Regions from separate parts of the Mus musculus genome. Here region 2 is linked to region 1. The links are chromatin contacts, called in public HiChIP or PLAC-seq maps. All regions are on one chromosome and are shown on one strand. The core of a region is the stretch at or near the end of the contact, and the rest is flanking DNA. Distances in the headings are between cores, read along the strand shown.

Evidence for each region. HiChIP or PLAC-seq counts read pairs in DNA pulled down with a chosen protein or histone mark.
Region 2: an H3K27ac HiChIP or PLAC-seq map of embryonic stem cells shows a contact between it and region 1, with 2.7 times the contacts expected there. The contact joins two enhancer-like sites.

Annotation. Positions count from the first base shown.
Region 1 is chr6:135,081,195-135,085,394 of GRCm38.p6, forward strand. It overlaps Gprc5a (G protein-coupled receptor, family C, group 5, member A), which reads left to right. Exons shown (of 4, transcript NM_181444.5): 3 at 2,249-2,304; 4 at 2,553-3,515. The coding sequence ends at 2,639. Among named protein-coding and RNA genes, the nearest start is that of Gprc5a, 18 kb to the left of the region's middle. Within about 2 kb of position 2,932, at least 22 of the 459 cell types and tissues checked have an H3K27ac peak or open chromatin away from gene starts, as enhancers often do. A contact at or near this core is called in embryonic stem cells, where this site is marked.
Region 2 is chr6:135,699,245-135,702,947 of GRCm38.p6, forward strand. Gm38911 (a long non-coding RNA gene) reads left to right here. Exons shown (of 2, transcript XR_869507.2): 2 at 1,759-2,325. Among named protein-coding and RNA genes, the nearest start is that of Gm38911, 12 kb to the left of the region's middle. Within about 2 kb of position 1,882, at least 24 of the 459 cell types and tissues checked have an H3K27ac peak or open chromatin away from gene starts, as enhancers often do. A contact at or near this core is called in embryonic stem cells, where this site is marked.

The sequences.
Region 1 (4,200 bases), core at 1,682-4,181:
ATCCATCCATCCATCCACACATATACTTTTTTGAAGGCATTCCTGGCAGAAAGGAAGAGGCTTTGTGGATCTTGAATGCTTAGACCCAAGCTCTGATTTCCTTCAGAGGTCACAGGGGGTGGAAGACAGGAAGCCCCCTTAACACAAGCTGGCAGATGTCTTGGCAAAGTCCCCCAGGGTTTTGACTTAGAACAGCCACCTTCTACTGTATGTCTCTGGGCCTGTGGGAGGAGAAGGATCCCATGTGACATGAGAGCAAGTGATGGTTTGATTCCTGCCACAGTTATGAGGAGCCAGGGGCCCTAGTGATATCTTCAGAAGAAAACGAGGCTAAGCTGAGGGCTAGAAACTGCCCTGACCTGTAGGAATCTATTGCTCAGCTCCAGGTTATGTGAATCTTTCAGGAAGGGAAGTGGTTGCTGGCTCAGGCTAGAGGGACCTTCAAGGCTGGGTTCCTAGTTTCAGCAATAAAGAGGTCTTGGCTCTGCTGTTTCTGCTTTGAGGCAGGGTCTAACTATATGGACCAGGTGGGCCTTGAACTTGTGTTGATGTCCCAGCCTCTTTCCTCTTTCTCCAGAGTGCTGAGGTCACGCACTCTCTCTCTCTCTCTCTCTCTCTCTCTCTCTCTCTCTCTCTCTCTCTCTCTCTCTCTCTGTGTGTGTGTGTGTGTGTGTGTGTGTGTGTGTGTGTGTGTGTGTGTGTGTGTGTGTGTGTGTGGTGGTGGTGGTCGTGGGGGCTGGGGATGGAACCCAGGGTTTTGTGCATGACAGGCAAGCTCTTCACCACTGAAAACACTCCTAGCCCTAGGCTGTGCTCTTAAAGCTTGAATTGTAGAGTTTCCTGGGGACAGAGAGCAAGAAAAAACTCACAGTGCTTCCCAGGGCCTTGTCTCCTGCCTTACCCAGTACTTCTGTGTGGGTCCCTAGGCCCTAGTGCTCCCTTTTTGTTCCTGTTTTTCTGTTTGTATTTTTGTTTTGTTTTGTTTTTGAGCAAGACCGAGTCTTGCTATGTAGTCCCAGCTGTCCTAGAACTTGCTGTGAAGACCAGACTAGCCTCTAATTTATGCTAATCCTCCACCTTTGTCTTCAGGGTGCTGAGATTGCCAGTGTATGTGTCTAGTGTGTGTGTCTGGCTTGCCTTTCATGTTTGGGCCCCTGGTGGCTCCTTTCTGGTGGCTGTATGTCTAGTCACTGTCCACTGCTGCGTGCTTCTGACACTGGCTCCCCATATCCTGTTATGTTGGGTCTGCAGGAGTAGTGTTGCCTTCCACAACACAAGCTCCACTCTAAGTCATATCAGGTCATCGGTGGCCGCCAGCCTCTGTGACTGATCAAGGTGCAGTTGCTTGCCTGATGTGGCCTTCCATCTGTCTGCTTCAGAGTCCAGCATTCCCCGGTCTGTCTTAGGAACAGCTCCACCATGTGCACTTGTGGAAGTGGGATGTTCTTGTTAGCTTTTGCCTCATTCAGGAGAGATTTGTGTATTTGTTGTATTTCTTCAAGTCAGGACAAACCTCACGTTCTTAATGCTATCTTCGCTTGTTTACTTATTTGTAGTAAAAAATTTTAATGTTGCTTGTTTATTTACTTATTGTGTGTGTGTCATCATACACACATATGCTACTATACACATGTATGTGAGGTCATTGGACCAGTTTCAGGAGCCTGTTGTCTCTGCCATGGGGGCCCTGAGATGGAACTCGGGCATCAGGCTGGGTGCCTTTACCCACTGACCTACCTTGACTGCATCTTAAATTTTTTTTTTTTTGAGACAAGGTCTCATGGAGCCCAGGTTGGGTGGGAACTCACTATGTAGTCGAGGATGACTGAACTCCTGACCCTCCTGCCTCCACCTGCTAGGTACTGGGATCACAGGTGTGCACCACGGATACCCAGGTCCTCACACTGTCTTAAATGAAGAAGCATTTAGCAAGGGGACAAGGGCAGGCACATTTGTCAGGAAACAGACCAGTTGCTTTAAAGTGAGCTCAAGGTTAAAAAGCCTATGATTTTTCCCAAGTACGTTGGGTTGCTCGTAAACTCTTCCTAGTTTAGGACAAGAGTAAATCTCGTGTGGTTCCAGGATGGGACCGTGCCTACTTTAGGACTGAGAGTCACGGTCTCTCCCTGCAAGAAATTTAAACTGCTGAGGCCCAGTGGGACCAACTGTCACAGACACCACACCGATAACAGCAAGGAAAGCACAGATGGGTCCTGGTGCCTCAGTTTCTCCTCTCCCTCTGTTTCAGGTCTTGAGATGGGGGACACACTCTATGCACCTTATTCCACCCATTTTCAGCTACAGGTAAGTGACCTTTGTCATTCCTCGATCACCCCGAAAGGGACAGTTGTCCTTTGGGAATAGATATTACCACCACTTTGGCGGCTCCTAAGTGGACACCATGAAGGGACGGCACACCTTCTTTCCTATACTCTGGGGTTGAGGTGGCCCATGGGTTCAGGGAGGACCTGTGAGAAGGAGGTCTTTTGGGACGGGCATTAGAGGCCATTGAGATGACTGTAATAATAACCATATTATTGCTTCCCTTACAGAATCACCAAAAGGATTTCTCTATCCCGAGGGCCCAGGCCCCGGCCAGTCCGTACAATGACTACGAAGGGCGCAAAGGCGACAGCTAACTGTTGGGAAGAGTGGGACAACCAGAGGCAGGTAGCAGCAGGTCCAGCCAGGAATCCTGCTGATGTGAACTGAACCCAGGGCATCCCAGGGAAACGGTACAGAGAGGCTTGCAACCTGCCCAGCACACCGCCGTCTTGCCTGGGGCTGCTAAGCCTAACAAACTGTCTTCAAAGAGCTCCAGGGTTTCATTTGCCCCATTCCTAGGACACTTCTGGGAGGTGGGAGTCTTGGCAACTCCGGGTGAGACTCTTACCTCTCCCGGGAGTATGAGCAAACCTCCAGTCATCTGACTGCTCACTGTTTGGTCATCCTTGGAAGCCAATTCACCTAACCCACGGTGGGTTCTATGAGGATTTGCTCCATACCAAGCAGAACTGAAGATTTGGATAAACCCAGAAAGGTCTGGGTCTCCGCCTTGTCCATCTCATCCACACTGGAAGCTAATCTGATCGCGCCCTCCAAGGCTTTCCTGCCGGGGGAGGAACGGCTAAAGGTCACGTGTCTACCCTCAGTGCACTGCCCCACAGTGACCTCTTGGTGCAGACACTGATTTCCAAGGGCCACATTTTCATCCCAATCGCCTCCAAACTCACTGCCAACCCCAGACCTCTGTGTCCTTTGCCAGGAGCTCTTTGGGATATTACTGGAGTAGACAAGGTCTGTTTCTCTCTGCCAGGAGAATTTGGGTTTTGTTCTCGCTATAAATTCCTGGCCCTTGCTCTCCCCCCCCCCACCCCATCCTCAGTAATACGCTCACCCTGACCTCCTGACCTCCCTACGTGTCTATTCTTGGGATGGGATGTATTTGTTATGTGGTAAGTTATTCACCTGGGTATGCAATAAAGATGTGGTCACAACTATTTTTAAAATCTAAATGTTATTTATTTATTTATTTATTTATTTATTTATTTATTTTCTTGAAAAAAATATGATTTAAAGATTTTGTGGGTATGAGTTTGCACATGCTGCGGGGAGGCCAGGGAATAACTTCACAAACTCTGCCGGGCAGAGGATTAGGAGTCTCTGTGCTATGGAGAAACTAGGATTCTCATACTTAGCCATAGCACGACACGCAAGTGTGAGCTTAGTTAGGGACTTGCTCCTTAAAGAGACAGGTAGATTTCTGTGAGTTTGAGGCTAGTCTGTTCTACACAGGGAGACCGGGCCAGAGAACTGGCAGCGTGGCTTACCTGTAATCTCCTGCTGAGGCAGGAGGATTGCCATGATTTCTGAGGCCAGTCTGAACTACAGAGTAAGACTTTGTCTCAACAACAACAACAATAAAAACAAACAAAGCCACAGAAAAGCGAGTTAGGGCTGTGAAGAAGTGTGGGTATTCACAGCTCGGGTATTGATAGCTCATAAAGGCTGGCAGGCTGCACTTTCATTTGCCTGGTTGTTTTTTTTTTTTTTTTTTACTGATTGAAGACAGAATGACAGAGTTGGTGAGAACCTGAATTCAATCTCCGGATCTGCATAGTGGAGCGAGAGCAGATTCCTGAGGTAAGTCCTTCTAGACTCGCCTAGTCTTTCTCAAGAACCCAGTGGGGTTTCTTGTGA
Region 2 (3,703 bases), core at 632-3,131, 620 kb after region 1:
GGTACAAATGCCCATTGGATTCCACACAATGATTTCCCAGCTTAACCAGTGAGAGTCACAGGCTGCTAAGTGCTGCCCTGGCCAAGGAATGCATGATCTACGTTTCTCCTGCTCTCCCAAGCCACCAGTTTAGGTAACAGTCATTTAAAGAAGAAGTATCCTAATAATAGGCCTTGGAGCTGGTGTTTAATTACACAGTGTTGAACTTAAGTTAAATGACATATTCCCTCATGAGTTACAAGTAACGTAACTACAGAATCGCTGAAGGATTAGTTAAGACAGTTGTAATTGAAAAAGAAATATAATTAAGTTCAGAGAAGTCAACCGTCTCTGGAGCAAATCCCTCTTCTAGCAAAAGATTTCCTCTCGTGTGTGCCCCACTGGCTAAGCATCTTCCTGACAGGTGGAAACTGAAGTTACTCACAAGGTTACTAATTTACCCGCACAGTTATTTGGGCAAGATTGGTTGGATGCAAAAACCAATCAGCGTTTTTAGTTTTCAGGACGGGCCCTGTCTTCAGTGTGAAATTGGGGTCATTTTTGTCTTAAAGGAAAATTGTCCCAGCTATACAGGGGGACAAAGAGCGAAGCTGTACCCAGGTCTAACGGGAATGGGTCAAGAGAAGGAGAGCAGATGCGTGATAAAGATTTTATAGGGGGAAAGGACTGGAAATGGCAGGCGGGGGGCGGGGGGGAAGAGAGACAAACGCTAGTAAAAGAAAGAAAGGGACTTGCTCAAGGTGTGGCTGGGCTCGTGCTGACGATGTAGGGACAAAGACATGTAAGCTGAGAAACGGGACAGGGACAGATAGTGTGTTCTGTGCTTAGGAGGCAAGGAACCACGAAGCTCTGCGCCCATTGAATGGCACCAGTGTTTCAGAAGGCACGCCCCTGCTTAGGAGGCGTGGTGAAGTGCAGGAGTTGGGAGTCCAATTGGAGTTGAGGGTGTGTGAGCAGGAGAAAGAACAGGAGCTAGTGATGGCCGCATGAACAGTGGCACCCTGTGCTGCGGTGGCATCCAGGCAGATGTCAGTGCAGTTTGCCAAGATGAACTCAAGGAAGGTGAGGAGAGAGGGAAGATGGACTAGTAAATTGTTTACATTATTAGATGTTGGCATTTAGTCTAGGCTCCGCCCCGCAGTTATCTAGCAACAGTCCCATGTGTGCTTGACTCACTGTAAAAGGGGCTACTTGCCTCCTCCTCCTCCTCCCCCTTCCCCCCCCCTTAATTCCCCTCCCCATGCCCTGAATAAACTCTATTCTATACTATACCTTCATGTGGCTGGTCCCTCAGGGGAAAGGGATGGCTCAGCAAGGGCCCACAGAGGCATCCCCTTCCCCCACACCTGACTGCACCTCCACCAAACATATTTCTTCTCTCCCTTATATTTTTATAAAACAGAACACTAGTGAGTTAGTTTAGAAAGCTACGCTGGTTATCACCAAGAGACGCCTGGGTGTAGCAAGGATGAATCTGGGATGATCGCTCAGACCTGATTATTAGTATAGATCTACAATCATGAGCTCCAGCAGACAGTTCAATCAGTGTAAACAGAGAGCGCTTGCGGACTCAGAGCCCTTTTTCGAGACTGCCAATTCTCAACATTCCCTAAAAGTGACATAATACTACTTAGTGATGCCTCATCTCTAGGATGGATTAGCAATGCCGCTCTCTGCCCCAAATTTGAGGAGGGCTGTATGAAATAAGAGTCTGACGTCACATCTTTGTGTTTATTTTGACCACTGTTGTTTGGACAGCAAGTAGGAAAAGGTGGAGGAGAACAGAAACTGGAGCAACCGGAACAGAACATGTAGCTGATGGGGACAGGAAACGCAGAAGAAGAGGCAGGAAATACATCAGACGTGACTCGCCAATACAGCAGGAGGCCACAGCGGGGCAGACCAGAGACTGCAGAAAAGGAAGCAGCAGAAAAGAGGGCTGACTAGGCAGTTCTGTATCGTGATTGAGGGGAAACCCTCATGACAGTCTCACTTACTCAACTAATATTGATTGAACATCCACTCTGTCTTGAACATTTGTCTAAGTCCTAGGGGATAAATCAGTGAAGAAAACAAGATAAATATTCCCCATTTATAAGACAAACGTCACAGATGACAAGGGATCAAATTCTGAATCTGCCACTTCTTTCTTGTGTGGCCTGGAGAAGTTATTTAATCAAAGCAAGTTTTAGTTTACCAGTCCATCAACTGTTGTGATAACGGTCTGTGTGTCACTGTGTAGCTGGAAGCCACAGAAACATAATGTGAATCACTTGGCTCAGTGGACGGCACCTAATTATCCTCAATAAACGTTAACTACACTAAGTAGGCTGTGGGCTACTTTTTCCAGAGATGTGCATATGATGGTAATTAAAAGAGATCTGATTACAATTAAAACTGGGTCTGTGATTGGGGGTGGAGGAATTTCTCAGGATGGGAGAGGCCTGGAGTGTGTGTGTATGTGTGTGTGTGTGTGTGTGTGTGTGTGTGTGTGTGTGTGTATGTGTGGATGAGTGTGCTGAGTGTGTGGATGAGTGTGAGTGTGTGTGTATATGAGTGTGAATGTGTATGGATGAGTGTGTGAGTGTGTGTATATGAGTGTGAGTGTGTGCGTATGAGTATGAGTTTGTGTGTGTGTCCGCACGTGCACATGTATAAAAAGCAAGGAGGAGCAGGCTGAGTGTGTGGACCTGGGGCAGAGCAGAGTATCTATGGGTTGGCCTTGGGTGGAGCTGTAGGTCAGACTCATCTTACCCAGAGGGTCAGTCAGGTGAGACAGTAGCCTGACCTCCATACTCTTTTATTATATTTTCTACATATCTGTTTTTGGATCACACTGCTCACCCACTCAGGGAAGAAGTCATGAATGGGCAACTCCACCACAAGGGCAACCGTTGTCCCAAAAGTCAAGGCAAAAAAGGATTTCTATCATTGAGGCAACTGGAAAAGGCTCGAAAGAGAAGGTGACTCTTAAGTTGACATTTGGTGGGGTAATGGAGTCCTGGCAATACCAAGGATGCTTCGAAGGTGTTCACGTCCATTCACAGGTACAAAGTAGAAGACACAGATGGCTTAAGGTATCAACAACCAGAATTCTACTGTGTGGTCACCTTGCACATTTGAAGAACAGATGGGCCTGGAACTCTGAGGGGGAAGAAGAACCTTCAGGACACCATTCGTTGCCATTGTGTTGCTCCTGACCGAGTAAGGGAGGGCCTGACCTAGACTGCAGGGAATTTTAGGCATATTTCTGAGGTCGATTTGGCTGAGCTTTGCAACTGTCACATTCTTGAGATGGGAAATGGGGGAAGTCAAACCTGATCCAGCCTTGTGTTAACCAACCTGTTGCTGTGATGGAATACCCGAAGAAATCAGCTTATAGGGAAGGAAGGTTTGTTCTGGTGTGCTGTCTCACAGGCCTTACTCCACAGCTGGTTGGCTTCATTGCTTTAGGCCTATAGCAAGGGAACAGTCTGTAGTCTAGCAAAGCCACTCAGCTCATGGAGGCTTAGAAACAGAGAATAGACCTGCAGAGAAACATTCCCAATGACCTGCTTCCTTCAATTATGCCTTAGTTTTTTTTAAATTATTTTTAAAATCTTCCACTTCCTAACTGTGTGTCACCAGTAGGTGATGGCATCTTCATTGCTGGGACTTTTGGAAGACATTTTGTACCTAAGCCACAACAAGCCCAAACATACAA